Linked DNA regions of Mus musculus: regions 1, 2 and 3 are each linked to region 4. The links are chromatin contacts, called in public promoter capture Hi-C maps. All regions are on one chromosome and are shown on one strand. Each heading gives the region's core, a stretch centred on a gene start, on an enhancer-like site or on the middle of the called end of the contact. The rest is flanking DNA. Distances are from core to core; before and after follow the strand shown. Region 1 overlaps Vps13b (vacuolar protein sorting 13B). Region 2 overlaps Gm52178 (a long non-coding RNA gene). Region 3 overlaps Gm33497 (a long non-coding RNA gene). Region 4 holds the start of Rgs22 (regulator of G-protein signalling 22).

Region 1 (7,079 bases), core at 3,266-5,765, 520 kb before region 4:
AGAGTATGACCAGCTTGGTTTCAAATTCACAAAGATCTGCTAGTCTCTGTGTGCTGAGTGTCAGATTTAAAGGAGTGCCCTGTCATGTCCTTCTACTGCTTTCATTCACACACACACACACACACACACACACACACACACACACACACACACACACAATATTACTACAAGGAATTGTAGATACAGAATTCAACAATTTTAAGATAGTTTTATTTTAAAACTGACCATTACCAATGATACAGTTGAGCATAATATGTCAATCATCCCAAAGTTGCAATTATTCTTTTTCTACCTCTTGGCACAAGCAAACACTGACCTGCTTTTTTCCCCCGTAACATTGTCTGCTCTGGATATTTTAATAAACTAGAATCATACAGTATACAGTCTTTTACTTCTGACATTACTCACCCAGTATAACAGATTTTTGAGATCCTCACATCACGTGGTATATATTAGCATATTCTTTGTATTTGCATTGACAAGGAAAGTCCAATTGTGCATTTATGTTGTTATGCCCAAGTTGCAGGTATCTGAAGACTACCAAGGAGTCAGTTCAATTGTAGAACTCATAAAGGTCTTTAATGAGCTTGTGAGCAAGCTCTCTCAGACTCTCACCATAGCACCTGGTCAGAGTGAGAGCCCAAGTCTATTGTGGTAACAGCAGACTTAGGGGTTTTTCATTATGGGTCAACAAGTTAATATTTTTAAAACTGCATTTCTGGTGTAATCTACACAAACCGAACAGGACTACAAAACCTCCTGATGAGCAGCATGGCTAAGTTATCTATTCTCTTCGGGAAGTCTTCAGTTATCTCTATGTACTGTGATCCCACCATTGTATCCTGACTGGCTGTTGCTAAGGGGAGTGGATTGCCATAGGATGTTTGCTTTTGTGGACTTTGTGATTTTCTTCAGGGAATTGGAGTTTAGCTGCTGGTCTTATGCAAATTGGGTTTGTTAAAAACACAGAGTTGATTGGGCTTGACAATGTCACATCTCCTTTCTGTTTGCCAGTTGGTATTGGTTGCAGTGGTAACAGTTCTTGCCTTTGCTGTGCTTTTATGACCATGGAGGTGTGCATATACTCTTGTGAAAGAATACCATACACATGTATTTCTTTCCCTTGTAGATGGCATTAATACTATTTTATTTTTGAGTTCCTTAGTATATTTGCTAGAACTCTTCAAGTGTCCTATAGAGAGTGGACATACTTACTTTTTTTTCTAATCCTTGGAGAATGTGTACAGTTACTCAATATAGAGTATGATGATAGCTATAACTTAAATGTTCGTTTTGGGGGTAGATACCAGTGATCCTCAAGGTTCAGTTTAACTCACTCTTTGCATGTTTGGGCCTTGTTTGTTTGTAGACTGAAAGTACAAGGCAGGGCCTGAGCACTCACAGGGAAGGAACAAAGGCCAGAGTTCCCAGCAGGCTAAAGACATCCTACTAGGTAGTCTCTCATGTTTCCTCGCATGCATGTTGGGAATTTTTTCTAAGAGTGCCAGTGTCAACTGTGACGTTTTTAACAAATTTAAATGTGATCTTGTTCCATAATCATCACTTAGTATTTGTTAGAATAAAGTTTGGAAACACATACAAATATACCTATTTATTTAAAGTGAGAATCTGAAATCATTCCAAGTACAGGAGATGATGGTGGCAGAGGTTTAATTTTGTAAACAGCATAGAATTTGATACAGGTTTAAAAATTAGTTTAAAATCAGTTACAGATGATTTAAAGTACTCATTTTTTTCCTTAGTAGGAAAATATTATATCTGGAACAGGCAAGGTGTGCAGGGCGGACCATGTCCTACTATGAAATTATTGTTTCTAGCCAAGTTACCAACTACCCTCTACCTGTATTTATTATATTACCTAAACTCCCAATTTCAGAGTTTCCTGGTTTAGATATTTTGAATGTTCACATTTATCATATATGTATATGGTATTTGATGGAACATTAATATCCACTATGTATGAATATCCACTATTTTTCACTATATATCCACTATTTATTATATATATATATATATATATATATATAGTAGATAGTAAATGTTCCATATATATATATATATATGGAACATTTACTATCTACTATAGTGGCAAAGAGGGTGTTAGGACTTCTATTTCTGTTTTTATTTCTTGTATTTAACATTCTTCTTATGCTTATAATGTATGAAAGGTATAGAAGTATATATAGTAATTACAAATATATATATGTGTGTGTATATATCTATATCTATATCTATATCTATATCTATATCTATATATACCAGAATAATGAATTTTCAATATTCCAATTGGAATTATATCCGTCTACTTTACCTATAATACAGTATAAAATTCTAAGATGTTATATAGTCTATGCTTCTACTTATAAATACATTGCACATTAGATAAATTACTAGAACAGTAAAAGAAATATTTTTCTTTCAGTTATGATATTTATGAATGCTAAATTTTTAGTCAAGCCTGCATCCTTTAAAATATATCTCATGTGCTTTGAGAGCCACACAAGGAATATGTAGAAATATGCCTGATTTCCATCCACAGAATTTCTGACTAAGTACTTCTAACATAGCACCAGAAGCCTGATTCATTAGCATGCTCCATCACCATTAATTCTGGTGTGAGTTGCCACCACACAAAAACATCCATATTATTCTCCTCTCTCATTTCATAGCCAGGTTTCTTCTTATGCTTACAATGTATGAAAAGTATAGAAGTATATTATAGTAACTACAAATACTAAAGTTAAATTATTTAAGTAGCATGTAAATCATTTACTACCTTAGTCTCTGAGATCCTACCTTTGTTATGTTGTGCTATATTTCAGATTGAAATTTTAAATAATTTTTTATTTGTATTCATTAATTGTGTAATTTTGTTGGTCTCATTTTTCTGTTTTGTTCCCTTATAGGTGATGCATTTCCTTGGACCATAAGCTTGCATCATTTCAGCATATATACCCTTCTTGGAAAGCAAGTGACTCTTTCCCTTGTGGAGCCTATGGGATGTACCTCTACTCTAGCAGTCACATCTCAAAAGCTGCTTCCTGTGGGACCCGATGGAAGGCATTCATTTGTTGTCTGTCTTCATGTTGACTTAGAGTCATTAGAGATAAAATGCTCTAATCCCCAGGTTGGTACACTTCATTCTAAATGCTAAATTTTTTTTAATGTTTATTTGTTTTATTAAAAGACTTCTCTTCCTTTAAATACCCTACCTTTTTGTCCTTAAACCTTGCCATCAACATTGCGATGATTAGATGAAGAATGGCTTTAAAATTCTATCAAGTTTTATAGTAAGAATTGTATTGATGAATATATAAATTCATCTTTTGGCTGGTGGAATAAAATCAGTTATAGATGTGCTGGTTTGAAATTCTGAGGAACTATTTCTTTTATTGTTGGGCTGGAGGATGTACTTAAGTGACCAAATATAATTTTTAATCAGATTCTCAGAGCCCCCTTTCAAATCTTGCTCATTTACACCTAAAGAGAACACTTATTAAAAGTTGCCACTTCCATAACATTTCAGCTGTGATATGCCAGTCACGTTGTATTCTGCCTCATTACAATTACTATGAATTCATATCACCTGGTTTTGTGTACATCATTAATTATCATAAAATTTACATTTTTAACTTCAAATATACTATTGTATATTTTCCACATAGTCAATGTTGAATCCTATTTTAAAAATAATCTCCTGTAGCATATTATTGAATCTGATCGGCCAATGGTCATAAATTCATAGTACATATATCTATTCCAGCTTTAATAGTTATCAACCAGGCCAGATTTTGAAGTATTTAAAAAAATTAATTTCCACTATCATTCCATATTATAGAAGTTCCTTTCCAGTACAATGCAGCTCTCCCCACCTGCCTCTTTTTAAACATTCACCCATCCATCCATACATGATCTATCTATCTATCTATCTATCTATCTATCTATCTATCTATCTATTTATCTATCAACCATCTGTCTATTTATCATCATCTATCTATCTATCATCTGTCTATTTATTGAGGTGTTTATAGGAGTTATTTCTGTCCTTTAAGCATGTGGGTATTGAAAATGAAATTCAGGTTATCGGTCTTGGTTGCAAGTTTCTTTATGCACAAAATCATGCTGTGGATACTCTCTCTACTTCTTTCTGTTATATGCTATATAATTTGGTTTCATAGTGTTGTTTTTTACCACGCTAGTTGGCTGCGTGAACCTGGGAGAGCAGGGACTAAAAATGAGGCTGACTACTACAGTATCATGCAGCAGCCAAGTTTATTCAGAGCATCAGGCAGTTTATACTCTGAGGGTTAAGAAGAGTCACCGGAGTAAAGTGTGTAATCACAAGGACAAGACACACATGGCAAAAACATGTTTTCTTACAGAGGCATATAAACAAAAAACAACTGAAATAGACTCCCCTATACCTGGGAGGATCAGGCAAACACATTCCAAGAATTCCAAGAATGTCTGTGTTTTTTTGATGAAACTGAGGTCAAAAGACTCATGTTAAAACAAGCACTCAGAACTCCCCTCCATGACTCCATGCTTGGACTGTGTTCCAGCAGTGCTATAGAGAATTCTGACCATCTCTTAGGTTGCTATTAGAATGCTAGTGCTATTGGCTGCTTTAAAATCCTTGTAAGAGTAAAAGAAACTGTTAAATTATGTCCCTTGGGGCAGGGTGGAGTGGGATGTTGTCCTATCCCTCTTTATCTTTGAATGTGATCTTGCATCTAGTAAAAGTGTCCAGAGGAGAAAAAAGAAGCCGTTAGAATGAGCACTAATTAAGTCCACTTAAAAAGCAAGGTTTGAGGCCAGGCGTGGTGGCGCACGCCTTTAATCCCAGCACTTGGGAGGCAGAGGCAGGTGGATTTCTGAGTTCGAGGCCAACCTGGTCTACAGAGCGAGTTCCAGGACAGCCAGGGCTACACAGAGAAACCCTGTCTTGAAAAACCAAAAAAAAAAAAAAAAAACCAAAAAACAAAAAAAAAAACAAACCAAGAGAGGTTTGGATACAGATACCTATATATAGGCAGACAGTAATGTGAGGGTCTGTGGAACAAGTGCTGTGCGTTTGTGGGAGCAGAACTTTGAAAGTGCAGATACAGACCTTACGACACTCAGGTCTCAGATTCTACTCTGTCTCAGATGGTATATTACAGTGCTGATACAATGATTTATTCATATGTGACACAAACATTTCTTTTTTGTCTTAAGGCACCATTGATGGCACCTGGTTCCTTAAGTTCTACAAAATAGAACAGGAAAGAACAGATTCAGCTTTTCTCAAAGAGTTTCCTGGCTTTCCATCACCATGACAATAGTCTAGATAAGACAAAATAAAATACAACAATTTTTAAAAGTGATGATGCTTGGCTTGACCTAAGAGTAAGAGCCTGGTACTGTGTCACTTCTCAAACTCTGGAATTAATTCCTTTTCTCTTCCTAAACAGGGAACTGTCTTCTTATTACTCTTTTCTTGTTGCTCAGAGTTTGTACATAGCTGACTTGGGCAACTCTTTCTTTCTTCTCTGTACCCTACCTACTCCTTTTATAAAATCAGGCATTTTTGTCCTCAGCTGGTTCCTTGATCTTTATATAGACAGATTAGGTGTTAGATAAAGTCATGAGCGTGAGTGTCCATTTCCTGTTCTAGAACACAGTAGACATCCATTTCCTATTCTTGATCTGAGTGGGTATCCATTTCATGTACTAGATCCCAATAGGTATCTGTTTCATGGGCTAGATTCTTGTTGAGTACTAATTGCTTATTCTAGATCTAAGACGGTATCCATTTCATACTCTAAATCTCAGAGATAAGCTTCCTCTTTGGGTCCATCATTAATGATACGATTTTCTTCATTTCTGAATATTTAAGGAATTAAAAATATATATTTTGAATATTTAAGGAATTAAAAAAATTTATTTAGCCAGTATGCCATACTCAGATTGCCGTGGCTATTCAGTTGTCTCCACACAAAGCTCATTGAATGGTGCTAAATATATGCTTATTTTTTATTTCTTTCATAATCTAGTTTTACTGAAGTATACTTAGTGTACAATAAACTGTGTGTTTAAGTTACCCAGTTTGAATAAGGTTGGGATATATACTCATTAAATCATCATAGAAACTGTCCTAAAAGTTATAGTCTTTGGAAACCCCATAGTGTAGATGGAATTCTACAGTTGTGTTTTTTGTTTAACTTCCTTCATGCTACACAGCCATTTTTAGATTAGTTCATGTCTTACATATGTTCTCTTATTATTACTAACATTTAGCTATATAATTGACCTTCATTTGTTCAGTGTTTGTTGTTAAACATTTAGGACTTTTCCAGATGTACAGTATGCTGTAAATATTTCTGTTTATGTTTCTGCAGACATAAGCTTTTTTTTTTTATTTTATTTTTTTTATTTAGGGAAACTACTTTAATTGGCTGGATAAGGAGATATATATATATATATTCAAAACTACCAAACTCGTTTTAAATCTTCTGTTCTTACCAGCAGAAAATGAGAGTTTCAGTTACTCTATGGGATATTTAGAATAGTTGTACTTCTTAGTTATACACATTTTAATTATACACATTTTAATTTTATGATTTTTAATCCTCAGTGTTTCAGCTGAACTCCAACTGAAAACTGATGTAGCCTCTGCATGCTTCCTTTGTTTGAGAGCTGTGTGTTCTTTGAAACTAGAATTATAGTTGAGGTTTATGCCATTGCTTGCTTGCCACATTAAACACATGTGATGTTACATCTTTTTAAGAACAATAGTGGAAGGAATCAGAAGTAGTGACAATAAAAGCAGTATTGTGCCTCTGAAGTAAATAACACTAAACCCTTGGGAGTAGAACTTACTTCCTGTGGTTAATGTTGCTCTTATTAGACAGCTCTTTCATTTCATTTAGGAAAAAGAGAAACAATCATTCAGAAGGACTTGGGTTCCAACACTTCCTTTTAAGAGAAAAATCTTAATTATGAAATAGAAAATGACTTTAATAGTTTTTCTATAAAGTTCTTTTTTTTTCATTTTTTTGGTAGAATCTGTAGTCATT
Region 2 (6,202 bases), core at 2,427-4,926, 870 kb before region 4:
CTCAGGCTTCAGGGCAGGCAGTTTAACCTGCTGGGCCATCGCTAACACCCAGGAATGTCTTATATACTGAAACTTTCACATATACTGAGAGCTTGATTTCTTTAAAAATGTGTTAGTTTAAGCTTCTTCTATAGCCACATGGTGAACGTGCTTTGCAAATTGCAACAAAATCAGAAAAGTGTGCCCAGTAGAATTCTCTCTTCCTTCACATCATTTCGTCAGAAACAGAAGAAAAAAAAATGTAAATTGCCTAAATGGGAGGAGAGAAGCTGTTGTTTGTTTTCACGAAGTTAATCCAGTCTGTAAAGCAGTAAGGCAAAGCCATACTCTTAGCCAGAGTTGCATAATCTTCAAAGAAGAGTCCCTGGAGAGTCATAAGCAGAATTGTTGATTCAACACCCACACGTGCTATGCAAGACTCTTGGCCTGTGCCCAGCCTGCTTGGGACAAGGTATTCACAAGCTCCTGCACACTGCCAAGGAGAGGGGACGCCAGGTAAGGACATTTCACACAGCCATTTGGGTTCAAAACGTTTGCCCCACATTCACTCACTCACTCAGACATAAAACTAAATCCCTTTCCACACCTCCATGTGACCAAACCCAAGGGAAGATCCCTCCACAACAGGCAAAAATTCCTATCTCTGCTTGGGAACAAAGAATCCATGACTAGAGACAGTCTTCCAGGGCAGTGAAGGGCTTTAGAGTCCACAGGCTGAGGCACCGGGGTCCCTCTCTCCAGACAGGCCTCGGGCCTCTGCATTCTAACCACCAGAAGCCCAGGGTTGAGGGCAAGGCTCAGCTGAGAAAGCGTTGAGCCACAGCACACTACTCCAAACACAACTGAATTCAGTAGGCTAGAATGCCTAGAAATTCTGTTTCTTCAGTTTCTAGCCATCCAAATGTCTTTACAATGATTTGATACATTTAGGTTAAAACTGTTTTAGTGCTTGACTGCTCAGTGAAGCCAATTAAAAACAGATGCACTAAGTTATCTATGGGGGAGACTGTCCTCAGGTAAGGGCTCTTGCATGATGGCCTGGGTTGGATCACCAGGCCCCATATAGCAGGACATTTCCCCAAGTTATGCTGTGACCTCTGCATGTGCACCATGGCACACATGAGCAAACACACACATACAAACAAATAATAAACAAACAAACAAACAAAATATAAGTAAAACTTAAAGAAAGATCTGTAGGTTTGGCTATGCGTAAGCACACTCATACAGGTACACACACACACACCCTACTCACACAGCAAGGAGCTTCAAATTATCTCATCTGTTTGCTTGCACAGGCCCAAATTGCTCAACTGTGGGTTTCATGTTGCCACTATTGACGTGTTAATTATATCGGGTTGTATTTCATCCTTTCAAACTGTCCTCATGGCTCTTTAAGAAGAATGGATTTCTAACTGTGAGTTCTCCACACAGGCTGGTGGAACCAGCAGTGTATGCTTGGGGGCATTGGAGAGCTAAAGGCGCTGATAGACTGAGCAAGTGCCTTAAAGACAGATAAGACGAGGCGCAGTGGCCAGGGGTGACAGAACATTCCTGAACACTAGGAGATGAATCTGTTTTCATCCAGCACTGTCTCATTTATGTGTTATGTGACACCAAGTTCCTGACTTTGGACTGCAGCCTTGATGGATAAGTGACAGACCCTTAAACTCTCTCTCTCTCTGAGGTTTGACTTCCCCGCAGAAGTGAAGAAGTACCCACCCCCCAAGGCAAGGCCGATGCACTCAAAGTGAGTGTGCAAACTGACAAATTTACTTCCTTATTCTTGGAAGCTACTTGAATGTTAATTATTTTATTATTTGAGTAAATTTTGTGAAATGCAAAAAAAATTTATTAATACTGACTATGTGTGTGTAATTTTAAAATCTGAGTCTTATAAAAGTTGTCCTCCAATGGGTGTATCCATCACTCTTGTATCACCAGACACCCACTGAGAGAGCACCCATCTGTGAACATCAATCCAGCTCTTCTATACACCCTACTACCCACTCTTCCTTCCTACCTATGGCTATCCCACACTTAAAGGGTCTTTTGTCCATTCTCTTACCTTCGGCAGCATTTTCAGAGTCTGAGGCTGGAGAGCAAATGACTTCTGTTCCCATTTCAGAGACCCTCGGCTGTATATTGAGTTCCTGTTCAGAGCAGCGGCTCCACAGGGCTTCCTCACTGTTTAAAGGCATTCCCCCAACTGTTGTGGCATTAATAAGCCCGAGAAAGCTCAAGTATGGAAGTTTCTTCAAAATACAGCACGTGGGGCAGCTAAACTAGCTAAGAATGTTTCACTAAGCGTGACTACCTGTGGTTCATGCTCAGGACCCACAATGTAGAAGAAGAAAACTGACTCCCTCCTGCAAGCTACCTCAGACCTCCACCTGACACAAAAGTACACACACACACACACACACACACACACACACACACACACACACACACAGGAGATGAATAAGTAAATAAAGTGATTAAAATTTTAATGAATAATTAAATGAAGTATAAAAACTTCAGCTGCCAACTTTGTTGTAAACCTGCTGGGAAAGATGCAAACATATAAAAAAAGAAGGCAAGAGGCAAGCTATGTGGAGTCAGTCTCTACCAGAGATGAGCCCGCTTGCTTTCCCTATGCCCTCTGAATACCACTCTTAATTATTATACATCCAATAAACACTAAGGTCAACACTTCACACTCTGGGGATCTCAAATTAAACAGTCAGACTAAGGTCTCTGTTGCACTTTCTAAGTAATGGCATGGTAAAGATTCGTACTAGGTGAGAAATAAACATGACCATGTAATTTAAAAAACATAGGCACATGTGCACACATGCGCACACTCACACTCACAGGATAAATAGTAATGAAACTGGAACAGGGAGGCAGATGCATGTATGCTCTGTGTACTTTGAATATGTTCAGAATTTTCCACATAAATAAAAACTAGGAATGTTTTTATTAAAAACAAAAGAAGGTAGGCTTGGAGAGGGATGAGGAACCAGGAGGCTTGAGGCCCTCAGAGAAGGACACTGTGGGGACAAAGAAGTCTGAGGGAAAGAGCCCTGTCTCTCCTGTTCATTGCTTATAACATATGATCCTGTGTGTAACTTTTTACTTCTTTTACTTCCCCGCCCCCTTCCTGACTTTTCAGTTGAATTTGAATTTTCTCCATTGAATGTTCTAACTATAACAGCAAGCTAACACTTCTATGTATTTGCCCAGATCACTATCTTAATACTTACCATTCCGAGAGGAAGAGAATTAGAAGGTAAACAGGGTTTAAATGTGTCCCAGGCCAGCTCCACTCATACCCAGAAGTGACTTCAGAGAGGTACCCACAAACCCAAGCTAAAATTGCTTAAGAAATTTCCACATGAAGATTGTTGTGTTCCCAGAAATGGCTCTCATCAAACAAAAAACTGGGGGGTTGGGGAGGTAGGTTAGTGAATAGCCTTCATGTGTACACGGAGTTCTCCACCACGGCCTGGGGGTGTCAGAAAATGGCCTGCAAACTCATGGAAATTAGCAGTAATGAGACATAAACAGTCAAACCTCAAAATAACATCTCTGGCCTTTAGAATCAACAGAGCTCTCCTGTCAGCCTGCACCTGGCCTGCCCCACTGGATCTGGGAGCCAGTGGGGTTTTAGGCCCTTTTAACAGCTGCCAAGAGCACATTACTCACGGCCAGGATGCTGGCCTTTTATGTTGCCACAGTGGACCAGCGTTGTTTGGGCCTGGTGGAATCCATTGATGGTTTTTTCTCAGGGCTTCAGCTTTGCTGTCTGATTTTCCCACAAGCCCCAGTGTGTTGAAATGTTACCCATGTATGCTGAGCGACAGCTTCAGGCTCCTGTGCTGGCCCTCAGCCACACTCACCACCTAGCCATATACTCTGGTCTACGGAGAGGTAGAGCAAGGAGCTGGAGTTAGACCAGGAGAAGATCATAGCCTCAGCTTGGGATACTGTGATTCCCCTTGTCAGTGCTTGAGTTATTAGCATAAGGGTAGAGCTGGGAGGTACTAGTTGGACATGAAAATCATCCCCTAAAACCAACTCCTAGAAGCGAAAATGAGCCTAATTGTAACACGGATTGAAGCATACCCTTGAAACACATTAGGGAGTCAGTTGTTACATGAATAGGTGGGTGTATCATGTTTTCAAATTCCTAGGTCTAGTTAATAATATCCCCTGTGTTTCCAAGCTGCAGATTAGTCTGCTGTGACTGACTCTGGGGTTCAATCCTAGAGAATCATTACAGCAAGTCATCATGGTTTATTATAATTATTTTTATTGACCTGTGCTGTCTTCTCTTCTGGGCCTTCAGTATTTTGAAAGCAGGGGTTAAATCTGCCTTATTAACTATTATGTCTTTGAGGTATAGCCTGAAGAAAGCCTGCAAGTCTCTCCTAAATGAATAAATAGACTATTTGTCTTCAAATTGCTGCAGGCTATGAGGACCTACAGGAATTCATACTGCACAGGCCTCTGTTAGCTGGAGCTAAGCCACTTCCAGCTGCTTCCTCCTTTCTCCTTTCCCCTAACACCAGGGGTTAGAACACTTCCCTATAAGGACTTGGGATATAATCAGTTGTAAAGTACCTGCCTAGCTTGCATGGTGGGGCTCCATTACAGACAAGTGTGTCCAGGTGGCACCAGTCTAACACTGTGACATAAGGGGCAACCCTCTGAAACACATCTGGAAAGATATCTTGTTTCCTGACTTTCAAATCTGTTTTGTTTTGTTTTGTTTTTTCCAGATAAAACAAGAGAACCTCTGGAGTTTCCCCTTCCCATTTTGTTGTTGTGAATGTAGACTTCAAAGCCAGACACTGTAACCCTCATCTTACAGTCAAGAGTGACAAGCATGGGGGTGGGAAGAAAATGCAGTACCCAGCAGTCTGCTCATAGAACATAAAAACATTCTGTCTGTGTGCTGATTCACCAGATCTCGAGCCAGCTCCCTCCAGTCACTGCTTAAGGAAGGCAATGTAAGCTGTGAAGCTGTCCTCTTTTCTCTTACTTGCCTTTAAGCACTTCCTAAAGGGTGTCTTTTCTGCTCTCCACAGTAGGTCGGACAGTGGCTTTGTCTTTAAATGGGTTATTCCCAAGCACTTAGCTTAGAATGTGGTGGCTATTGAACTCATGAATGAATGAACCAAGAGAGGAGTTTTCGAGCCACTTGTTTGGACAACTGCTGCTGGCTGTTGAGTGAGCACTGTCGGGATTTATTCCATGGAATGTTCTCAACCCATCGTATTTATATGACGTTGGTTTCAAGAATTGTAATTCTTGGCTCTTACTCTTTGATTTATATACATTTTATATAAATTATATAAAGTACATGCTGTTTGCTTGTCTTCTTAATATACACAATATACACATATTTGTTCTGGAAGCTTGATGGGAAGGAATTGCTCTTCTAAGTTTCTCTATTATGTTTATTAGCAGACCCTTCCTATGAAATATGGAAACTATTTTTACTCTTTGAAATGAGCTGAAATTGGTTCCGCCGAGGATTGTCCAACTCTGTTTGCTGACATCATCTCATTTAGAGGATAGGATACATACCATCCGTGGGGTTTCAAAAGGTTTGATGTTTGGAACGTCTAAATTAAAAAAAAATGTGGAGCCTTGATCAAATAGAAAGGTTTTAAATATATCTAATGCAAATTGTAATGAAACAAAATGTATACTAGCTTACAGTCAATGACCCGTGTTAAGAGAGGTCTGGAATAACAAAGGGAGCAGCAATAATGCAAATATTATGCTAATCAGCTTAGGGATTGCATTTGTGGGAATTATAATAGGATTTCTGCTTTCCTTTCATGCTGGTCTTCATCAGAGCCCAGGAGAAATGAGAGCTGTGCATTTTCCATCAGTGGTGGCCACCCTTGCCCTGCATGCATCTGACAGTAGGCCTTGATTGCAGCGGAGAACCAATGCACTAATAGCTGGCAAAGATGAATGTGATATTTTTCAAAGTAAAGCAACATGACATCCTCACATAAGAACTATGATCAAAAAATTCTCAAAAACAAACTGGCCAACAAACCAAAAACCTAGTCATAGTCATAAAAAAAAAAAAAAAAAAAAAAAAAAAAACCACTGAGAAATGTCACACAATGTCCTTCAAGGGAAGTCAGATGGATCCTCCTTAAGATGGAACATCCTACAGGCTCACAGTGGGAACATA
Region 3 (7,147 bases), core at 3,553-6,052, 880 kb before region 4:
ATTTCTTTAGGGGATATGGGACTGTTTAGATCTATATCTTTTTATTGGAGAATTGAATCCATTGATTAAGAGATATTAAGGAAAAGTAATTGTTGCTTTCTGTTATTTTTGTTGTTAGAGTTGGGATTCTGATTTTGTGGCTATCTTCTTTTAGGTTTGTTGAAGAATTACTTTCTTGCTTTTTCTAGGGCATTATTTCCCTCCTTGTGTTGGAGTTTCCCTTTATTGTCCTTTAATGGGCTGGATTCATGGAAAGATATTGTGTCATTTTGATTTTGTCATGGAATATTTTGGTTTCTCCATCTATGGTAATTGAGAGTTTTGCTAGATATAGTAGCCTGGGCTGGCATTTGTGTTCTCTTAGGGTCTGTGTAACATTGTCCAGGATCTTTTGGCTTTCATAGTCTCTGGTGAGAAGTCTGGTGTAATTCTAATAGGCCTGCCTTTATATGTTACTTGACCTTTTTCCCTTACTGCTTTTAATATTCTATCTTTATTTAGTGCATTTGTTGTTCTGATTATTATGTTTCAGGAGGAATTTCTTTTTTGGTCCAGGCTATTTGGAGTTCTGTAGGCTTCTTGTATGTTCATGGGCATCTCTTTCTTTAGGTTAGGAAAGTTTCCATCTACAATTTTGTTGAAGATATTTACTGGCCCTTTAAGTTGAAAATCTTCATTCTCATCTATACCTATTATCCGTAGGTTTGGTCTTCTCATTGTGTCCTGGATTTCCTGGATGTTTTGAGTTAGGATCTTTTTGCATTTTGCATTTTCTTTGACTGTTGTGTCCATGTTCTCTATGGAATCTTCTGCACCTGAGATTCTCTCTTCCATCTCTTGTATTCTGTTGGCCCGCATCTAAGGTTCCTGATTTCTTTCCTAGGGTTTCTATCTCCAGAGTTGTCTCCCTTTGGGTTTCCTTTATTGTTTCTACTTCCATTTTTAGATCTTGGATGTTTTTGCTCAATTCAATTCTTGGATGTTTTGTAGTGTTTTCCTGTAACTCTTTAAAGGATTTTTGTATTTCCTCTTTAAGGGCTTCTAGCTATTTACCTGTGTTCTCCTGTATTTCTTTAAGGGAGTTATTTCTTTCTTTCTTAGAGTCCTCCATCATCATCATGAGAAGTGACTTTAGATCCATATCTTGCTTTTCTGGTGTGATGGTATATCCAAGAGAAATAATAGAAAAGGAAAAACATCATTGCAATAGGCATGTCTGATAAAGAACCTGTATCCAAAATATGCAAGGAATTCTAAAACTCAATATAATGTAACAGATAACCCTGCTCGTCAGTGGACAAAGAACTGAGATTTCACTTCACCAAGGAAATAGGTAAGAAGAGAGACCAAGGAAGCTTGGTTGAGTGCTTGCCTAGTGTGCATGAAGCTCTGTGTTGGATCTCTGAGCTGCACAAAATGGCTTGGTGATACTCACCTACAGTCCTAGTACTCAGGAAATGGAGGCAGGAAGAATAAAAATTCAAGGTCATCATTGCCTACATAGCAAGTTGGAGGCCAGCCTGGAATAATTGAGACCCTGTTTCAAAATATATGACAGACAGATGGACAGACAGATAGATTAGACAGGTAGGCAGACAGACAGACTGACTGACTGACTCAACATACATCTTCAGAGAACCACAAACTAAAACATCAGGAAACCACCATCCACTTCCCAGCACACTTATAACACAAAGTACTACAACCCAAATGCTGGAGGAGCAATGAGGAGGGGAAGCACTTGGGAAGCACTTGGGAAGCTGAGGCAGGAGAATCCAAGCTGGGGGTCCCATTTCCATAAAGTAAAACTTACCACAGCTGGTGGGACACAAAACTAGCGGACGTCAATCTGGCAGCTTATCAGAAAACCTGGCAGACTTGTTACTACAGCCTTGTTCCTCATATTGACACAAATAGACAAGTATAATATATGTTCACATAAAATCTGATTGCAAGTTTCTATAGTAACCTTATTCAGATCAATATCCAGAGAGAAGGGGTCTTTATATACTCAGTACCTAAATCAATCATGTCTGGCACCTATGTTCAGTGAATGTCTGTTGATTAAGCAAATGAATAAATATGTCTTTTCAAACAACTTTGTGAGTTAGGCCAAGTGGCAAACACCTTTAATTTTAACACTTGAGAGGCAGGGCAAGTTATTTATTCTCTATGAATTCGAGGCCAGCCTGGTCTATGCAATGCATTCCAGGCCGGACAAGACTACATAGTAAGACCTTGTCAAGAGTAAAATTTGAAGCAAAACAAAAACCTTCATGATTTTTGAAACTCTTGTTAAGAGAGTTATTTATGCCCAAAACTCAGTTCTATAATACCATCAAGTTCTTTGTGGGATTAGGCATGGCTTTATAAAAGACATTAAATAAATCTCAAACAATAAATCATGTGTTAGACAAATCACCTATAACTCTATTGTAGCAGGCCACACAGTTGTACAGAATAGCTTTAGAGACTTTAATGAATGTCTTACCACACAACAAAGCTTACTCTTACCAAGGCTATGAAATCTCTAAGTAATTAGCTGAACCAAGACCAGACCTGCTGCCTTACCCCTACATAGATATGTTCTGATTTCCGCTCATGGCTCATATTTAAAGGTAAGCAAAGGTGGCTGCAAGCAAGACTTTACAGGTGACCAGTAATGATGAAGCCAAGTTTTCCCTCTCTTTCAAAGAAAACAGACAGTGTCTGAGACAGTGAATGTCTAACATGCATGAAATCCTAGATTGACCCAACTTGTGCTCTGGGTCTCTCGCATGCACATGCGTGTGCATATGTACACATACACACACATACACACATGCACACACATATGCCCATGCATACATACACACATACATACACATAAATATATACACACATGTACATATATGCATACACACATATACACACACATTGATGTTATTCTCAACATTTACAGAATTTTTGTATTTTATGTTTAAGTTTTTATCTGTTAGAAATTCTAAGCAAATTCAAAGTAAATACCTGTAACTCCTTCAAATTGGAAACCATTCAAAGGGTCCTCCTTAGCCATTAAGCAGTAATAAAGACTATGGAATACCACTCAGCCAGCAAGAATAACAAACTACCTATACAGAAAACAACACAGGTAGAACCCAAAGGAAAAACCAAAGACCTTGTCAAATATTTACATATCATGTGATTCCATTTGCAAAGGTATCAAAATGACAAAATTATAGAGTCAACAGATTAGAGAGTTTTAGAGGTTTGGGGTGAGGGGAGGCAGGGGCACGAATGTGAAAGGGCTTTTGTGATAGAGTAGCCCTACATCCTGACTGATGGCTCTAATAATCCATACGTGCTCAGACAGCATGGAACTTTACCCACCCACCTGAAAGCCTGCTGAAGTCTGCAGTGCTCTGTGAACCACATCAGTGCCAGTTTCCTAACTTTGATACTATGCCGAATACAATAAAGTTAGGTGATTTCCCTAACACTCCCAAAAAATTCTCTCTACTACTTTTGCAACTTCTGATAAATACATAATGACTTCATAATAAGATTCTTTTTTAAATGCCAGTATAAACAACCTTCAGCACACATGTGTGCCCTCTCTTTCTTCTGAAGGCCCTGTTAAAGAATCAAAGTAATAAAAAAAGGTGTCAATTTAAAAGAACAAATAGGTAACAGGATTCAACCACAAGGAAAAAAAAAACCTAGAGGCCGGAGTGTAGCTCAACGATAGGACATTTGCCTGTGTGTAAGGCCTTGTGTTAGATCTTTACATGTGTGGGGGTGGGGGGAGAGGGAGAGGGAGGGGGAGAGGGAAAGAGAGAGAGAGCTGCATAACAAATGAATAGAAAATACTGTTTATAGCTCTTTCTCTGCCTTCAGAGCCAGGAAGTCAGCAGAGATGACTCTATCCTGGACAAGGCTGCTAAGAAGATCATACCTTGGACACAATGATCACAAGACCTCACAGCTGGGGACAAAATGGCAGGCGAGAATGCCACTGATCTTCTGTCTTTTAGGCAGATGCTTGGCAATCTGACTAAGTGCCAGGCATTTGGAAACAAGGAGAGTCATGGGAAGCTTTTAAGGGGACAGAAGCTGAGGGAGAGTTAGAGTAATGGTTACCATGGGCTTAGGGGAGCATTTGAAGTCTGAGCCCTTACACAAAACCAAGTAGAATCCTGGGCCTCAGTGCCTCCGTAGATTGAGGTTTGTCTTGTGGACTCATAGGATCAGTAACTTGACTTACACAGTACAGATGAGGCTGTACACCTCTGTCTAAGCCAGCAGTCCCCACACTTTATAGAGCAGCAGAGTCTTTTCTCCAAAGAAAACCAGAAGTGAACGTATAAACAATCCAAACTGAGTAAAGTTCCAGGGGCTATGCATCGATAGTCCCACAAACAACCTATGGCTCAGGTGTCACACACTCAGATGCTAAAGGAGGGGGAGAGATCTCTATCGAGACTTTTATGTGTGTGTATTAACTAGAATGTTTCCGGTCTCGGTGAAATCTGAAAAAGGAAACTTTGAGTTAGCACACCAGTGATTGTTTTCTGTTGAGTCCTGCTAGGCAGACCTTCTGGCCTCTGTAATTTAGCTGGTTAAACCTTTTCCTCAGGCCAGACAGCTGAACTTGAGCCAGGTGGGCTTAAACACATTGACTAATTCAGAGTTTACTTTCCAACAACGAAAGACAAGATTGTGCCAGCATCTTCCGCTCATCCATCCAAAGTTCCCAAGAGCAGAATTCAGCCCTCGTCCCCTCCCAGTTACAAAGCAGAGAGGCCTGCCCAGTATAACTTAAAACAGCAATGCTGCAGCTCTCTCCAATAAATTACATCAAAACAAGCCAAAGCAAAGGCAGCTGCCTTACCAGTTTCATAAGGAATTGCCTGGGAACTAACCCTTTTCAGACCTAATTATAAACTCAGGTTTGAATTACAGAACAAGACACTCTGAAAGTCCATGTTCAACAAGCAGAACAAACATGCAAAGATGAAACGCAATGGTCTCCCACCCGAGACCTGTTGCCAGCAACAGGAGAAGTGGCTTGTCTGCAGCCAAGTTTGGGGTGCCCTGGAAAGCTTCATCTCTCTCCAGGGAGACAGTTTCCAGAACTCCAATCTCCTCTTGTTGGCAAGAGATTCCTATAATAAATAGACTACATTTCCCAGAAATCTCTTTGCCCAACCCTGGGACTATATTTTAAAGCCTGCTTTTTTGTTGTTGTAGTTGTAGTTGTTGTTAATGTGACAACCTTTTGACATGCCTAGCTGGCTCAGCTCATTTCAAATCTCATCTTATCACTAATGTCCTTGGGTTTGTTTTCAAAGATAAAAGTTCAGTTAGTTGACTGTTCCAGAAACAGAATAACATAACAAGGAGTCCAATATTATTTACACTCAAGGTTATGTACTACCCTTCATTTGAATGAGTGCTCCTTAAACATTAATATGTGTCAGAATGGCTTGAGCTGCTGTTCAAACACAGCCTGCTAGACCTCACCTCCACAGACTGACTCAGTCAGTATGGAGACAGTCCAAGAATGTTCATTGTTTGCCAGTGTCCCAGGGATGCACAGGCTACTGGTCCCTAGATGACACTTTAAGAATTGCTAAGAGGTTGGGAGTGTAGCTTAGTGGCAGAGAACATGTTTAGCGCGTGTGAGGCTCTAGGCTCAAACTCTAGCATCCTCCAACCCCTAAAAGTAAAATCAAATACAGGGGCTAGAGAAACATCTCAGTGATTAAGAGCACTGGCTACTCTTGTAGAAAAGTACCTTGTTCATGTGACGGCAAGCAAGACTCTTGGGAAACACGAACAGGACCATGCACCAGTCTGCCAATCTGTGACTAGAAAGACATCAGGCTTCAAAAAATGGATTTGGCATACGGATTCCTTCCACTAGCTCCTGGGGGTCATGTAAATGGCACTTTCACCTGGATTTTGTCATTCACAGCCTACCTCCTTCAGTACTCATAGTGTATGACGCAGGAACTGGAGTCTCTTGAGAAATAATAATCAAAAAAAACAAAAAACAAAAAACAACAACTCTAAAACAAGTTTGGTTTTCTTTTAATTCCAGGGACATGAAACTCTTTAGGCCATAGTTCACAACTGTCCATTAGCTGAAAACATATATAACAGATAAGACACTATTTTGGTAGAGATCCATCTTCTAACTACCACTAAGCCTGACACTGTGCTTGTCCTTGAATTGAAGAACGATTCCATTTTATTGTTTTGGCCTTGAATGTGGTTATCAATGCTAGTAGCTGAGGGATTCACTTGAAAGAGAGCTATGTTTCCTGATTCACCAATGCCTTTTATTCCAACGAGGGGGTTTCTAGAACACACAGGGGTTTGGGTTTGTAAACTCAAATGTGTGAGAATCTGATTTTCTGATGTGTTTGTTGTTGCTGTTTTGTTCTGCTTTGTTTTGCTTTATAGATACTCTTGGCAATAGTAATTGTAAAAATCCAGACTCAATCTACATTCTGGGGCTGCAGGGAAAGCTGTTGGCTCAGGGACTGCAGCAGGAGACATTGGAACCATCTCTAAATGTGGAGCCAGGGATTAGTGCCCCACTCCCAAGGGCTTTACTCAGTGTTCTCATTTCTAACTATTTGCTGTGCTGCAAATTGAACCCAGGGCCTGGTCTAGGCAATGTACCAGGGAAGGCTGAGAATGCAAGTTAAGAACTTGTGCAGGTGATTCTGTCAGGCTGGGGCAACAATTACAGCCACAGGAGGGCACTTCAATTCTCCTGCCTCAGCCACCATACTAGCTAGGGGTACAGCTACCACCATTTTTAACTTTACTTTTACAAAACTAGAGCGTATGTCTCTCTCTCTCTCTCTCTCTCTCTCTCTCTCTCTCTCTCTCTCTCTCTCTGTGTGTGTGTGTGTGTGTGTGTGTGTGTATTTGTGTCTCTGTGTGTTTGTGTCTGTATGTGTCTGTGTGTGTCTCCATGTCTTGTGTCTCTGTGTGTTTCTGTGTGTCTGTGTCTCCATGTGTGTGTGTCTTTGTATGTGTCTGTGTGTGTGTTTCTGTATCTTTGTCTCTGTGTGTGTCTGTGTGAATACACATGTTACCAGTGCTCTGTATAAACAGTAGTAAATAAAAGCCATTTCAGTTCAGTATGTCAGGC
Region 4 (7,058 bases), core at 4,404-6,903:
TGTGGCTGTCTTCTTTTAGGTTTGTTGAGGGATTACCTTCTTGTTTTTTCTAGGGCGAGGTTCCCGTCCTTGTATTGGTTTTTTTCTCTTATTATCCTTTGAAGGGCTGGATTCGTGGAAAGGTAATGTGTAAATTTGGTTTTGTCGTGGAATACTTTGATTTCTCCATCTATGGTAATTGAGAGTTTGGCTGGGTATAGTAGCCTTGGCTGGAATTTGTGTTCTCTTAGTGTCTGTATAACATCTGTCCAGGCTCTTCTGGCTTTCATAGTCTCTGGTGAAAAATCTGGTGTAATTCTGATTGGCTTGCCTTTATATGTTACTTGACCTTTTTCCCTTACTGCTTTTAGTATTCTATCTTTATTTAGTGCATTTGTTGTTCTGATTATTATGTGTCGGGAGGAATTTCTTTTCTGGTCCAGTCTATTTGGAGTTCTGTATGCTTCTTGTATGTTCATGGGCATCTCTTTCTTTAGATTTGGGAAGTTTTCTTCTATAATTTTGTTGAAGATATTTGCTGGTCCTTTGAGTTGAAAATCTTCATTCTCATCCACCCCTATTATCCGTAGGTTTGGTCTTCTCATTGTGTCCTGGATTTCCTGGATATTTTGAGTTAGGATCTTTTTGCATTTTCCATTTTCTTTGATTGTTGTGCCGATGTTCTCTATGGAATCTTCTGCACCTGATATTCTCTCTTTCATCTCTTGTATTCTGTTGCTGATGCTCGAATCTATGGTTCCAGATTTCTTTCCTAGGGTTTCTATCTCCAGTGTTGCCTCACTTTGAGTTTTCTTTATTGTGTCTACTTCCCTTTTTAGGTCTAGTATGGTTTTGTTCATTTCCATCACCTGTTTGGATGTGTTTTCCTCTTTTTCTGTAAGGACTTCTACCTGTTTGATTGTGTTTTCCTGTTTTTCTTTAAGGACTTGTAACTCTTTAGCAGTGTTCTCCTGTATTTCTTTAATGGAGTTATTAAAGTCCTTCTTGATGACCTCTACCATCATCATGAGATATGCTTTTAAATCTGGGTCTAGGTTTTTGGGTGTGTTGGGGTGCCCTGGACTGGGCGAAGTGGGAGTGCTGGGTTCTGATGATGGTGAGTGGTCTTGGTTCCTGTTAGTAAGATTCCTACGTTTACCTTTCGCCATCTGGTAATCTCTGGAGCTAGTTGTTATAGTTGACTCTGTTTAGAGATTGTTCTTCTGGTGATTCTGTTACCGTCTATCAGCAGACCTGGGAGACAGACTCTCTTCTCTGAGTTTCAGTGCTCAGAGCACTCTCTGCTGGCAAGCTCTCCTCTTACAGGGAAGGTGCGCAGATATCTTGTGTTTGGACCTCCTCCTGACCGAAGAAGAAGGCCCAAAACAGGACCTTTCCCAGAAGCTGTGTTGCTTTGGCAGGTCCCAGAAGCTCTCAGCTTCTGTGGTGCACACTCTCACCTATACAGACAAAGTTCCTAAGTTCAGTGGAGTCCGGGAACCAAGGTGGCGCCCGCTGCTCCTGAGGCTGAGGCCTTCTGAGCCAGGCGGACACCTGTCCTCTGGTCGGGACGGTGGCCGGCTGTCTGCGGCCTGAAAAGAGTGCTGCCTCAGTGGCTCTGTGGCTCCGCCTGTCCCAGAAGCTGTCCGGTTCTGTGGTGCACCCTCTCACCTGTTCAGACTAATTTCCTAAGTTCGGCGGAGTCCCAGAACCAAAAAGTTCAACTTTTATACATAAAACGTTTAAATAGCTGGGCATAATGACTCATGCTTGTAACCCAGCATGCATGAGGCAGAGGCAGGAGGATCAGCCTACTTTATACCACGCCAAGGAAAGTATAGTCTACATAGAGTTCCAAGCTAGCCAGGTCCACATACAAGCAAGACCCTGCCCCCAAAATAAGCCTCTCACCTAAAAGCAGAAATTTACATAAACACAGCGTCCCTGGCAGACAAGTGGCTGATTCCAAATGAGTTACTCTATGCTTTGAAAACGAAGACCCTGTGTGAAGGTTAAGATCCTTTGTGACATCCATAATAACAGTGTAGTTTTAGATTACTGATTGAGAAAATATGAAGAAAATTATTATAAACACAGGAACACCGAAAACACTGCTTCTTAAATGAAATACAAAGTTTTTTTTGCCTGTGTAACCCTGAGCAGCGTCCAGGCTGCCATCAGGGTTCCCTTCGATCATGATTCTCTTATCCTAGGACGCCTCCTCAGGATCCAAGATGGTTGCTTCTGCTCCAGCACCCCATCATTGTCCCAGCGAGAGGAAGAAAACTGGTTACTCTTCCCTTCTAGACGTACACGAACTTTAGAATCTCAGTACCCAGCTTCCAAGAACAAGCCTGTGATGGAAGGTCAGCTACCCGACCACTGGAAACATCAGCTTTCCAGAAGTAGGGCCCAGGGCCCAGCCTTCCTACTCATGCCTCTCACCAGGACCCGGCCACATGACAGCACTTGCCTGCAGGAGAGGCAGAAAGGCTGGGCTTTACTCTGGATAGTAGAGTAGCTAGGATCTTTTTCTAAGAATGTGTCGTTTATTGATAAGAACACCAACACACATTGGAGAACCAAAGCCAAGCATATGTTTGAGGAAGGTTAATCATTTAAGTAGTCAGCCAACACTTGGTTGAGCGTGTGAATCTGAGGATCTGGTCACAAACTGGTCCCCATGGGAAGCTGCCCAGTGCCGACAGTCTGCATGACGTTGGGTTTGGGAAGGGTTTTGTGCAGATGACCTGGGACGGAAGCAATGTGCCAGCTTGTGACACGGGTGAGGAAGGGTGACCCAACACAACTGACAGCAAAGGAGGCAGAAGGCTTGGCCAGAGCAGAGCGTGGGGAAGTGTTTGCAAGTTCACAGCAGGGTGAAGGAATATGTATCCTAGAGAACAAGGTAGGGCGGGCAGATTAAGGAAGACCGAGCCTTTGAAGGGCTCCATGGGTCACTAGATAAGTGGCCATAGAAGTATCTTAGTATCATAGTAAGTATCTTACTTCTATGAACTTTGGCCTCCTCAGCTATGAAATGTGGGAAATAGCCACTACCTCAGAGGGCTGTCCTGGGGTTAAACATCAGTCTGTGGCCAGCATTCGGCAATACTAGCTATTCATCAAGTTTCTTACAGTGGAGTAAGACGTTTTGGAAAGAGCTAACAGCAATACGACAGCCATGGGAGACTCCAGGACAGCCGCTGCACACAGTTTGCATCTGATGCTTTAGACAGAGAAGAGTGTCAACTGAGAGAAGGAATATCGAATTGGTATCACTTAAGACTATAGCCAAACTCTGTGCCTGGCGATGAAGCCAGAAATAGAACCGCAGGTCCAAGGTCCATGATATGGAGACAGACATGGCTAGGGAGGGAGGGAGGGAGGAAGGAAGGCAGCATGGACAACTGAACAGGAGTGTGCCACTCACCAAAACACAAGAAAACAGTGGAAAGGCAGAATCGGGGGCTGGAGAGCACAGGTGAGGATTCTGAAGAGGTGACACAGGGACACCTGATAGCTCACCAGATTATGTAGAAGCATCAAATGTGTTGTCTGGACACAGACATGGTACAGGAATCTGCAATCCACACAGCATTGAAGCATCTAGATACAAAGTCTGAAGTGATGCGGGGTTGCACACATAGCAAGTTGCGGGCCGCACAGGTTACGTCCTAGCAACACCGAGAGCAGATGTGGGGATGGCATATGGACTTGGGATTCTCAAGAGATGGGGAAGGGTAGAGCTACAGGGGCGAAGGAAGAGCTCACCCACAAACTTCTGGAGAGCAGAGTCCCAAAGATCAATACCTCACAGGAGTGGGGAGAGAAGCTGGGAAGGGAAAAGAAGACTGGGATCAAGGCCTGGAACTCAGCGGGTGCCCAGGGAAGGAGGACAAGTTGAGCACAATCACTCAAATGCTAAGTACTCATAAGACGCCCAGGCTGGATGGCACAGAAGAGGAGGAGCTGGCTCAGATGCCCTCCTGCGTGAAGCACTGAGGCTGAGTGATGGAATAACTTAATTTCCCGTTAAACGGGGTTCGGCCAATATATGGAAGCATTTCTGATGTGCTGTGTGTACCTGTATGTTAGTGTACATAGAAGTTTCTCTTTTCTCCCCCACCCCTCCTCCTCCTGCTCCCACCTCCTACTACTCCTACTATCTGCTGACTTAGCCTTCTCTCTTATGTTAGCCCCAGCTAGACTGTTAACGTTTTTGAGACTTAGACCCAGTATTTAGGACAATACTTTGAATACACAGTCACTCATGTTTGTTGAATGAAAAGCCAAAAGTAAATAGGATAATCAGTCAACAAGAGAAGTGGGTGCTAGAGTATTCACATTAGTAAATACTGGACGCGCTTTGAGCTCCAGCCTCAACGGTGGTAGGAAAAAGGGTTGCCTCTGTGTCTGTCTGTGCCCTGGGGCAAGCTCCTCGTGTAAGCAATATGCTTTCTAGAAGAGTCTCTAAAGACAGCACTCTCCCAAATGATAAATAGATTTGGCAAATATTTAGTATGCTCAATTTCTCCAAAATTCTGACCTGAGAACAATGTCTAGAAAACAATTTAAACACTTACAAATAGATGACTGGTTTCTGTTGCTGTTTTTGTGTTTGTCTGTTTTGGTTGTTTGGTTGATTAGTTTTGGGTTTTTTGGCTTTGTTATTTTATTATTTATTGATTGACTGGGTGGTGTTGTTGTTGTTGAGACAGGGTTTTTCTGTATAGCCCTGGCGGTCCTGGAACTTGCTCTGTAGACCAGGCTGGCCTCAAACTCAGAGAAATCCTCCTGCCTCTGCTGGAGTTTAAAGACCTGAGTGCTACCATGGGGGTGGAGGTGAGGGAGGGCTGGTATTTTTTAAGACAGGATCTCACATAGCCTTGAATTTGCTATGTCACAAAGGATGACCCCGACTCCCAGCCCTTCTTTCCCATCTCTAATGCTGGGGTGAGCAACTTTACCTACTAATGTTTACTGCAACCAGGAGCTGCCCTGCACATCACAACAAAGCCATGGAGACAGCCGGCCTGCCCCCATAGGGACAGCAAGGGTACGGAGAAACTACATGAGGTCTTTTACAGAAGAAAGCTTTAGCCCGAAGAGAATGTAAAAAAAAAGACCCGTTCTCGCCACTGTGTACTCACAAACTCTTCTTCTGTAACTTCTGGCGGCTCTGGAAGGAGACAAAACGTTACCTTTTCGTACTCAGATCTTCCTTTTAGACTAACTGAAATCATCTGCGACAGCCCCTGGCGCTACTGTATATACATATATCCCGGGTGAGCTCAGTAAAATGTTCATTATCCGCACATGGATTACATTTTAAGGTAGGATTCCAGGTGAAGGTGGGGAGGAAAGACCTTTGGACTTTGGCTTGGGACCCACTGTCACCCCAGAGCTAACCTAAGGCCCCCATTTGCAAAAGGAGAGCTTAGCGTGGTTAGCGCACAAGGTAATAGCGACTGCCCTGGGGGTTCGTATAAAAGGCAGGGAGCTGGGGCTGGGGACCCGGGCTTGGGCTGGAGGCTTGGGGCTGGGGTCGAGCGCGGTCCGGGTGCCCGAGCACTGCGGCAGGGCGCCGGGGCCCACCTACCCGCCGAGAGCCGCTTCTCCGGCATCCTGTCGGGGGAACCCAGCTGCCCGGCCCCGCTGTCTGGGGAGCGACTGCCGCCCCACGGCACGCGGCCTGGGGCTGCCCGCTGTTGCCATAGAGCTGGACAAAGCAGAGGCGCCTGGGCCAGGGGTGGCGGCTGGGGAGCGGCCGTTACTGTGGAGATCGCACGGCTCCTGGTGGGGAAGGGCTGTTGCGGGGGCGGGGGGAGCAGATCCTCCCACAGCGAAGGACCGCAGAGCCAGGCCTCAGTTTCCTTAGGTCAGACGCCTGTAGCAAAAGGTTTTTCATAAACGCTGACCACTAGGAATTACCCGAACTGGGGACCACAGATTACAGTTACCCTAAAATGTGTGTTCAGGAAAGGAGTTAGGAAAACAGAGCCCTGTGTACTGTGGCACACACCTGCAATCCTAACAGTTAACAAAAGAAGGCAGGAGAATAGAGTTACAGCTTGTTCTCAGTTACTAAGAGTTTAAAGCCAGCCTGAGCTACAGTAAAGCAAAACCACAAACAAACAAACAAAAAAGAATTTATTTAAATAGAAAAGATAAAAATTTAAACACAATTATTCTAAATACTAAAAATATTTATGTCCCAAAAATAATTTATGTCCCCCCCCCCAAATTTGTGTTTTAGTTGAGATAGGTTCTCATGTAGCCCAGGCTGGCCCTGAACTTCTGATCCTCCTGCCTCCACGTTGCTTGTACAGGTTTTGCAGGTCTTTGCCCCAACCCTGGCCAGAAAATGAAGCTCAAAGTCCCTGTCTGGGAATGGGTATGACTTGGGTGTGGAGTGATAGGGTGGGGTATAGCTCCTGTTAGACATTTGCATTGGAAATACTGCTTCCTAATTGTTTTATAAAACTTATCCCATTCTGTAGTTCTGAATTTCCTCAGTGGTACCAAATAAACCCCAAAGCTAACTGCTTGCCCCTTCCCAGCAGTACTTCCAATGCAAATGTCTAACAGGAGCTATACCCCACCCTATCACTCCACACCCAAATCATACCCATTCCCAGACAGGATCTTTGAGCTTCATCTTCTGACCGGGGTTGGGGCAAAGACCTGCAAAATCTGTACTAGGAAGGTGGAGGCAGGGGGATCAGAAGTTTAAGGCCAGCCTGGGCTACTTGAGAACCTATCTCAACTAAAACACAGATTTTGGGGGGGGACATAAATTATTTTTGGAACATAAATCTTATGACCGTTAAATGATACATCTTCCGAGTAACTCAAAGTTTCCCCCTAGAACTTTCCCTCCAAACCCCACATTCAGGTAAATACTGGATTCAGCCAGTTCTACCTTAACATATTTCTGCATTTGGGCTCTGCTCTCATTTTCCCAAGAGCACCCACACACAGCCTTAGCGCTAGCTCCCATCTGGTCTGCTGTAAAAGCTTCCTAACTTGTCAGTCTTCCAGGCTTAGCTCCCAGCTAGGAGTTCTCTTTAAATCCA

Evidence for each region. Promoter capture Hi-C pulls out the DNA fragments that hold promoters and counts their contacts.
Region 1: a contact with region 4 is called in a promoter capture Hi-C map of embryonic stem cells, with 3 times the contacts expected there. The contact joins the enhancer-like site here to the promoter of Rgs22 in region 4. A contact is called at or near these places in 15 of 39 promoter capture datasets (the 3T3-L1 cell line, 3T3-L1-derived adipocytes, the C10 cell line and 9 more), 1 of 15 datasets of contacts at CTCF or cohesin (large pre-B cells), 1 of 484 Hi-C or Micro-C datasets (embryonic stem cells), 1 of 115 datasets of contacts at active chromatin or transcription factors (extraembryonic endoderm stem cells) and 1 of 9 other capture datasets (embryonic stem cells).
Region 2: a contact with region 4 is called in a promoter capture Hi-C map of hippocampal neurons, with 7 times the contacts expected there. The contact joins the enhancer-like site here to the promoter of Rgs22 in region 4. A contact is called at or near these places in 12 of 39 promoter capture datasets (3T3-L1-derived adipocytes, cranial neural crest, frontonasal cranial neural crest and 7 more), 21 of 484 Hi-C or Micro-C datasets (CD8 T cells, DN2 thymocytes, the G1E-ER4 cell line and 14 more), 8 of 115 datasets of contacts at active chromatin or transcription factors (craniofacial prominence, embryonic basal ganglia, embryonic forebrain and 5 more) and 2 of 9 other capture datasets (adipose tissue and embryonic stem cells).
Region 3: a promoter capture Hi-C map of pre-B cells shows a contact between it and region 4, with 5 times the contacts expected there. The contact joins the enhancer-like site here to the promoter of Rgs22 in region 4. A contact is called at or near these places in 13 of 39 promoter capture datasets (the 3T3-L1 cell line, 3T3-L1-derived adipocytes, the C10 cell line and 9 more), 1 of 15 datasets of contacts at CTCF or cohesin (large pre-B cells) and 2 of 115 datasets of contacts at active chromatin or transcription factors (embryonic forebrain and embryonic stem cells).

The regions. Positions count from the first base shown.
Region 1 is chr15:35,614,671-35,621,749 of GRCm38.p6, forward strand. It overlaps Vps13b (vacuolar protein sorting 13B), which reads left to right. Exons shown (of 62, transcript NM_177151.4): 24 at 2,928-3,148. Among named protein-coding and RNA genes, the nearest start is that of Mir599, 43 kb to the right of the region's middle. Within about 2 kb of position 4,516, at least 4 of the 459 cell types and tissues checked have an H3K27ac peak or open chromatin away from gene starts, as enhancers often do. A contact at or near this core is called in embryonic stem cells, where this site is marked.
Region 2 is chr15:35,268,530-35,274,731 of GRCm38.p6, forward strand. All of the region lies in intron 1 of Gm52178 (a long non-coding RNA gene), which reads right to left. Gm33497 (a long non-coding RNA gene) reads left to right here. Exons shown (of 3, transcript XR_875131.2): 3 at 1-1,774. Among named protein-coding and RNA genes, the nearest start is that of Gm52178, 24 kb to the right of the region's middle. Within about 2 kb of position 3,677, at least 20 of the 459 cell types and tissues checked have an H3K27ac peak or open chromatin away from gene starts, as enhancers often do.
Region 3 is chr15:35,251,044-35,258,190 of GRCm38.p6, forward strand. All of the region lies in intron 2 of Gm33497 (a long non-coding RNA gene), which reads left to right. The region is part of intron 1 of Gm52178 (a long non-coding RNA gene); the gene reads right to left. Among named protein-coding and RNA genes, the nearest start is that of Gm52178, 41 kb to the right of the region's middle. Within about 2 kb of position 4,803, at least 7 of the 459 cell types and tissues checked have an H3K27ac peak or open chromatin away from gene starts, as enhancers often do.
Region 4 is chr15:36,134,747-36,141,804 of GRCm38.p6, forward strand. Rgs22 (regulator of G-protein signalling 22) reads right to left here and starts at 5,654. Exons shown (of 28, transcript NM_001195748.1): 1 at 5,582-5,654; 2 at 5,133-5,161. The coding sequence starts at 5,606.